Regions from separate parts of the Triticum aestivum genome. Here region 2 is linked to region 1. Evidence: chromatin contacts called from public Hi-C data. All regions are on one chromosome and are shown on one strand. The core of a region is the stretch at or near the end of the contact, and the rest is flanking DNA. Distances in the headings are between cores, read along the strand shown. Region 1 has its middle 33 kb from the start of LOC123085098. Region 2 holds the start of LOC123085100 (branched-chain-amino-acid aminotransferase 2, chloroplastic).

Region 1 (3,925 bases), core at 1,112-3,611:
CTAGTAGGAGTAGGAATCCCCCCTTGGGGGCGCACCATGAGGTCGGCCGCCCCCCTCCTCCCCTCCTTTATATACGGGGGAGGGGGCACCCCATAGAGACACAAGTTGATTTCTTAGCCGTGTGCGGTGCCCCCTCCACAGATTTCCACCTCGGTCATATTGTCGTAGTGCTTAGGCGAAGCCCTGCATCGGTAACTTCATCATCACCGTCAACACACCGTCATGCTGACGAAACTCTTCATCGGCCCCAGCTGGATCTAGAGTTCGAGGGACGTCACCGAGCTGAATGTGTGCAGATCGCGGAGGTGTCGTGCGTTCGGTACTTGATCGGTTGGATCGCGAAGACGTTCGACTACATCAACCACGTTATTCAATGCTTCCGCTTTCGGTCTACGAGGGTACGTAGACACACTCTCCCCTCTCGTTGCTATGCATCCCTAGATAGATCTTGCGTGATTGTATGAGATTTTTTGAAATACTGCGTTTCCCAAACACACCTGACCCCACATATATTTCTCCCCATCCGCTCGTTGTACCAAACCCTAGCTAGTTCACTCCACTCCCCTCCGCTACCCAAGCTCATCTCCGGCGGTCTCCGGCATGGCGGGCAGTGGATTCGAGTACTTCACCTCTAGATCCATCGACCCCGAGCTCATCCCATGCGGCCCCGAGGAAGAGATGTCCGTCCGGCTTGCGCTCTGCCGCTCCCGGGAGGAGGCCAGTGCCCGACAGCGCTCGGACTCCTTCCGTCGGAATCCATTGCGTCTGCCCAAATGGCGCATGGATCCAGCGCTAGGTGTGCCATCGCTGCCTCATCAGAGGCGGTGCGGTCCGTGTGGCGTCTGAACGCGATGACGGACGCGCAACGCCTCTGTAGGCGTGCCGAGCATCGCGACGCACCATGGGCCTCGTCCGACGAGAACCTAGCATGGCGTGCCCGTGTGAGGCAGCGGGCGCGGGAGGCGGCGGCTCTCGTGGCGGTGGACGTCGACGAGGCGGAGTCGCATTCTCCGATGCATGGTGCAGCAGTTCGGGCACCGCAACCGCATCGTGGTGGACGTCGCCGGCTCGTCCCAGGACGAATCCATCATCGATCTTATGTCCACCGGCACCCAACGGGTTCCCGGCTCCGACGAGGAAGAGTAGGGAATGGGAGACGGCGACGCCTTGAGTCCCGTGAGCCGGCTCGTGTCTCATGCCCTACTATACCTTGCCGGCGACCGGGCCAACACTCTGTGGAGTGCATCCGGCCGCCGAACAATGCCACGGCAACCGGATGAGCTCCTCTTAAAGGTTGCTACGTTGCATGTAATAATATGGATTTGAGGTTTCTAATTTGAGGTACCCAGATGTGAATTGCATTATTTGAGGCGTGATAGGTCAGTGTCCACGTGGGCGCGTCCGCAGGCATTTAAGGGACCAGATTTGCAAAGTCATGTTGTAGATGCTCTTAGGTATTTCAAAAAAGGACAACATGAACATTGACAAACTCATGAAACAACATTGATTAGGGTTAAATCTTGCCGCATACTTTATGTGTCCGGTGCAACCTCTATTGTAGATAGAAGATGATTTTGTATTAGTATGCAGATATGAGCATGCGGTGTGATTTCGGTTAAAATGTTCCGTCCTCGGAGCATGTCGTAGTTTTCCTGAATTGAGAGAACCGTTTTGTGTTTTGTAATGTGTATAACAGTGGAATAAGAAATGTAAATTGTCTTGTATTTCTATATATGACGTGCACAAGAACTTTTCATGAAAAAAATTGAAAAGAAAAAAACTTTTTTAGATAAAAAAAGAAAAAAATGATTTTTATTATCTCCCACCAGGCCCCCTCGCATGTCTGGACCGGGCCTGAGTAGTGCTAAAAATGGGCAGCACCCGAATCAATTGTGGTTCAAAGGTCACCCGCAAAAAAAATTGTGGTTCAAAGATTCCTAAATAGGTCAATTGTACTCCAACAGGAGTGTTGAATAGACAAGTGTCGAGATTCGGTCGATCGGCCCTAGCAAACAACTGGAAGCCGACAAGAGTTAATTTGGATATTCTCCTTCTTATTAAGTTCGTCGGCTTCTCCTACATGGTCTCGAAATGCTGGACATGGTAGTTTGAAATGCAGAAAAAACTTTAAAAGCGCACGAACTTGTGTGGCCAGTGTGGTGCCCAAAGACTTTGGAAAAGTACGCCTGGCATCAACTTGGGCTGTTGATGGCAGCTTCCCGAGCTCTCACTTTTCGGCCGCTTCTTTCGTTCTTGTAGCAGACAAACCCACAAAATGGACAGACATGTTGCAGGCTTGCAGCACAAATCACGTTTGGCTTGTACATGTCATGAGCAGAACAAATACGACCACACTAGTCAGCATCGGCATTCGGCATCGGCATCTCATCAGCAACTCAGCGGAACAATCATGGCCGCAAAGTTTCGCACCCTTACAGTTACAGGCGCGTGAGGACAAATGCAGGTGGTGCAGCGGTGGCAATGTTGGACGGGCCATGGAGAACGCAAGTGACAGATTCCGAGTACACTAGGCCATGAACTTATGGCTGCAGAAATCAAAGTCTCCGTGTTGAACGGTAGCTGCAGCTCCACATGGACACGGACTCACGGAGGTAACACCGACGGGCAAGAACGAGTAGGTTCACCATGGTTTCCCTTCGATATTTGCAAAGTCCTTTTTGCCGCGTTGTCGGGAGGCCGACCCTAGCGAACGCCTTCCCCGCCGTTCCAGTTCCCTGGGGAACGTTCTCTCTTCCTATTTCTCCAAAAAATGCATGACCAGGTGCCCGAGAGGGGGTTTGAACTTACGACCTCCTACGTGGGGGCAGGGCACTTACACTCAACTAAAGCGGGGGCTGTAAATATTTCCGTTTAAACTACTATATGTATTTTAAACCTAAATTAATTTTATGTTTGATTTTTCATTTGATTTTTTTCGTAAAATCCTGATTTTTTTTCTTGTTTGAAAGAACAAAAATTCCTATTTTACAGAGCAATTTTTTTTATAAACTTTCCAAATGCATTTCAAATTATAGGTAGCATGTCAATTGTTTTTTATTCTAAACCATGCCATTTTTAGCTCTTTTTGTAATGTCCCATGGAAGCTTTTGGCAAATTTTATCACTTATTCACGACAATTTTGAAACTGGTTTTTTTAACTTCTCACATGGCAATTTTATTATTAAGAACATGTCATTTAATAATTAATAACATGGCATTTTTTCTTAAGAGAATTATATTTTTCATATTAATAACATGGCATTTTTATTATTAAGAGGATGGTAGTTTTATTATTAATAACATGGCAATTTTATTATTAGCAACATGGCAGATTGTCTTAGGAGAATGGTAGTATATTATTAACAGGATGACAGTTTTATTATTTGAGAGCATGAAATTTTTACTATCATGAGGATGGCATCTTTGTTTAAAAAATATCATGGCAAATTTATTGGACTTATTTAGATAAAACATTTTAATAGAGTATAGCATGGCATTGTACAAAATAGAGCATGGCAGGTGTACATTATGTTCTTCTTTTGTCTTTTCTTGTGACAGAAAAATATTTTATTTCATTTTTTGTTAATGGCAATTTTTTCATAAAAGACCTAGCCCTTTTTTTCGTACGTGCCACAATGGGCGGGGTGGATCGTTTGCTCCATCGCCACACTCCCAGCAAATGTTTATTGAGGGAGCTCATCTATTTTGGAAAAAAATCATTGATTTTGGTGAAAGTTCATTGATTTTAAAAAAAGTTCATTTCGATTAGCAAAAAGTTAAAAAAATATAAAAGAATGAAAGAACCAAACATAATCGTTCCAATAAAAAATAAAAAGATGAAGATGAAGAACAAAAGAAGGAAAACGGTGTAATTGAGCACATCAGGTGAGGATGGTGGGGTGGTTAACACTACTAACAAAGGACC
Region 2 (3,945 bases), core at 245-2,744, 83 kb before region 1:
TTGGAGATGGTCTTGACCCCGCCGGTGCCGCCCGGCATGGCGCGGTGGATCTCCTCCTCGACCAGCAGGTTTATCGCCGCCATGCCTTCCTTGAAATATGTGCCCACGGGCGCCGCGTAGATCATGAAGGTATACTCGGGCGCCGGCGCCAGCCCGAGGATCGCCCCGCTCCCGATGAGCAGCGGCCTGAGGTACAGCGCCCCCTTTCCCTGCGGCGGCACCTGAAACCAACGTAGGACAGCGGTGGTTGCGGTGCGGAGATCAGCCATGGAGGGCTCATGAGCATGGCGTGCACTCACGTGAATAAAAGGACACACCGATGGTCACCACGTTGTACGTACCCAGCGCCTGTTGGCGAGGACGGTCTGCTTGACGGCGTGCACGAACTGCTCGACGGACGGGGCCGGCATGCACATGCGCCCGGCGCCGTGCTGCATCCGCCGCGCGTTCTCCTCCGGCCGGAACAGCATGTACCCGGGCCCGTCCGCCCTCCGGTACGCCTTGAGCCCCTCGAACAGCCCCTGCCCGTAGTTGAGCACGCCGGAGGAGGGGCTGAGCTCGATGTTGCCGTAGCGGGCGAGCTCGCCGCGGGAGAAGCCGCCCTCCTCCTGCGAGCACCGCATGACGTACATGTAGTCGGTCGGGGTGAGCCCGAAGCCGAGGTTGTCCCAGTCGATGTCGCCGCCGCCCTCCTCGTCGGACCTGCAGCCAAGCCAAACCGCACACGGATGCCCCGGTGGCGACAGCTCAAGCGTTAAGTTTGAGTGTGACGAACGGCGCAAAATGTTAAAAGCCATTGGCGATCGATCAAACTGCAAACGAATCGAAACCAATCACGGAAAGGAACGATGAGCCTGCATGCCACTCACGCACCTGTCGACGGGGTCCAGCTGCGGCTGCGACGACTTCCACCGGGACGGGAGAAGAGAGCGGCCGCCGCCTCCGTCCTGCACACCGAGAAGGCGCCTACTGTGAGTTCCGATCGACCTCATCATCGTCCTCATGGAGGCAGGATGTGAGAGCATCGTGGACATGGATAAATCTTAGTAGACGGGAAAATGCTCTTCTTCTCTCGCAACGGAAACAAGAAGAGTAGAAGCGCCAGGCCCGGCGGCCATGCTTTGTAGACGGGGATCTCAACTGTAAAAGCACGAGAAGCGCGCGGGTACGCACCGTCCCGAGTAGAGCTCGGAGGCCGCCGCTGACCCCGCCGGCCGGGGCGCGGCCCCACGGGAGGAGGCGCCTCGCAGACGACAGCACAGCCATGCACGCACGTACGCCCGCGATCGCCAAAGCTGTTCAAGAACTCGACCCTTCACGGCGAGCAATGGTTCGCAAAGCTATACACAGCCCGCTACGAGAGCGCAGCGCCTATACCAGTGAGTTAAAATGGCAAAGTGTTCGTGAAGAGGTTTCTATATAGGTCGTGGAGAATTTGGCAAAGCGTTGGATCTGCCGTGCTGTATCCGACCCTTATAGAAGGCCACATGCATTGGTTTTTTATGGCGAGCTAACACATGCATTAGCAGGATACGGTAATGTTTGGCAAAGATATTTGGCGGATGTTTGACAAAGACTGTGCCCTGTTTCGGGACTCCTGTTACGGGGGATCCAGCGTGCGCCGAAGCTCTAGGAGCAGCAAACTTGCTTCTCCTGGATGGAGACAAAAACCATCGACGGAGATGGCAATTGACCCGTGGGCCCAGGCACTGAGTGGACCCCGCGAGGCAGTGACGGAGTACAGCCGCGCCTGGCACGGCACCTCCTGGGAACGAGGAAGTCGTAGTCGCGCTGCTCTGCCGCGTGTAAGGCGTGATGGCGTCTGCCGAGCTAATTTTTTCCCGAAAATACTTCCATTCTGTATTCATCTTTAATTATAGCATTAGAATGAACATCAGAAATAATAAAAGATACAGTCAAATCCATAGACCACCTAGCGGTAAATACAAGAATTGAAGTGAGCCGAAGGCGCGCTACTGTCACCGTCCCTCCCTTGTCGGTGCCGGACATAACTTGTTGTAGTAGATAGTCGAGAAGTCATCATGTCAAGGTCATATAGGACCAGCGCACCAGAACAGCAAACACCGCTGATGAAGAGAGATATAGATCGGAAGGATCCAACCTGAAGCCGCATGAACGTAGATGACCGAAGACCGGATCTGAGCAGATCCACCGAAGACAATCCCCGACCGAATTCTGTGAGATCCGCCAGAGACAGACATCCACACACCATCCGACCATGCTAGACGCACCACCGAGACGAGCGGGGAGAACCTTATTCCATCTTCAGAAAGCTGCCGTCGTCTCACCTTCCTGAGCAAGACACACAAAACCAAACAAAATTCAAAGAAACATATACAAACGGAGCCCTCCCACCGGCAAGTGCCGGGATTCACCATGCCCCATGGCCCTAGCAATTCTAGCATTGTTGTTATATCAGCCTGATTTTTCTAGTGGTATATCGGTGTGATTGATATCTTAACTTGTCGATATGGTAATTTTGGTAGGAACTGTTTTTAAGACTCTGACAAAGTCGTCATCCACGCAGCCCCGTCAATGGCGTAGGGAAGTTTTAGCACAACCTCTTAGTCCCCCGCGCAACCCCGTCAATGGCGTCGCCGTACGTACAACTGCCGCTTTCACCCCTGCGGATGCCGCACCCATTTGTCCACTGGGAAGAGCATCAATTAATGACCGTCGCCGCATTTCACACTTGTTTCCCACCCGCACGTGGCAAATCCCCATCCCTCGTTTCCCATCGAAACGCGCCCATTTGTGGGTATAAACCCCCATCAGAGCCCTTTGTCGATGCCACCATATTCACTCTCTTCCCCGATCCCTGGCGTCGGCACACTCATCCCATCGTCTCCCTTCGTCGGCCACTACCCCTCTTCTCTCTTCCACCATTCGGGTGTGGCCACGCCCTCCCCGTGGACCTTTCCCGGTGAGACCGAAGGGGACTGCGCCGAGAGAGAGAGAGAGAGAGAGAGAGAGAGATCTTGGAGAGGGCGTGAGACTTCTCTGAGTGGGTCGAGGACGAAGTGCGCCATAAGGCAGAATCAGTCGACGGCGGTGCTCGCCTACCCGCCGCCCTTGAGTACTTTTACCACATGTCGATGCCATCTGGCAGAAATGAACACCACTATTCAAGACTTTGGCCTTATCCTGTATCCAGGACACACATGCGTTCGTCGACCGCGTGGCCACGGAAGTCACGGTAGCTGAAGCCACCCCTGCCTGTGAAGTCACTTCAATGAGGAGGAAGAGCTCATAGTTTAGTAGAGAATCCTTGTAAATCCTTCTTGAAATCCATTTTGTAAATCCTAGTTGAAAACCTAGTTGAAATCGATATTGAAATCTAATACTAAAATACTTCCATCGTTGAGGTGGGGAATAAAATTGAACTGAGGTCTGAAACAAATGTGTTCTGAATATTGGATTTTTGGGAAGAACCATTGTAGTCAATGACATGTGAAACACACATGTAAGAAAAATATGTAGGCTGCCTTTTTGATGAATCTATGTTTGCATGTAGTCACCGCAGCATCCATATCCATATGGAGCACGATGGCCAATGGCGATCACAAATATAACGACTCTGCTAGAATGGCTTAACCATCTCCAAGAATGTCGGAAATGACTTTTGTACCATGTCATCTAAGGATCAAAACCAAGCTGATAACTTGCTCGACTCGACTCGTTAGAGATCGTTAAGATAACGAGTTAACTTGGATGGACTCACTAACATAATGACTTATATTTAAAACGGCTCGACTAATGTAACTCGCAGTTAGCTTGTTTAACAATGTATGTGTATTGCGATACAATTAATATTTTTTAAGAATATTTAACCTCGTAATATATACTTGTAGACATGAACTTTTTTTCATGAATCACAGCAATTAACAATTTGCATTAAACGAATAGTTGGTGCATTTCATAAAT

Evidence for each region. A called contact is a pair of places that touch in the nucleus more often than the background predicts.
Region 2: a Hi-C map of leaf shows a contact between it and region 1, with 4 times the contacts expected there. The contact joins the promoter of LOC123085100 here to the enhancer-like site in region 1. A contact is called at or near these places in 3 of 5 Hi-C or Micro-C datasets (all in leaf).

The regions. Positions count from the first base shown.
Region 1 is chr4A:56,143,942-56,147,866 of IWGSC CS RefSeq v2.1, reverse strand. No RefSeq gene overlaps it. Among protein-coding and RNA genes, the nearest start is that of LOC123085098, 33 kb to the right of the region's middle. Within about 2 kb of position 2,361, at least 1 of the 8 cell types and tissues checked has an H3K27ac peak or open chromatin away from gene starts, as enhancers often do. A contact at or near this core is called in leaf, where this site is marked.
Region 2 is chr4A:56,226,445-56,230,389 of IWGSC CS RefSeq v2.1, reverse strand. LOC123085100 (branched-chain-amino-acid aminotransferase 2, chloroplastic) reads right to left here and starts at 1,494. Exons shown (of 7, transcript XM_044506681.1): 1 at 1,174-1,494; 2 at 874-947; 3 at 342-702; 4 at 1-221. The coding sequence starts at 1,266.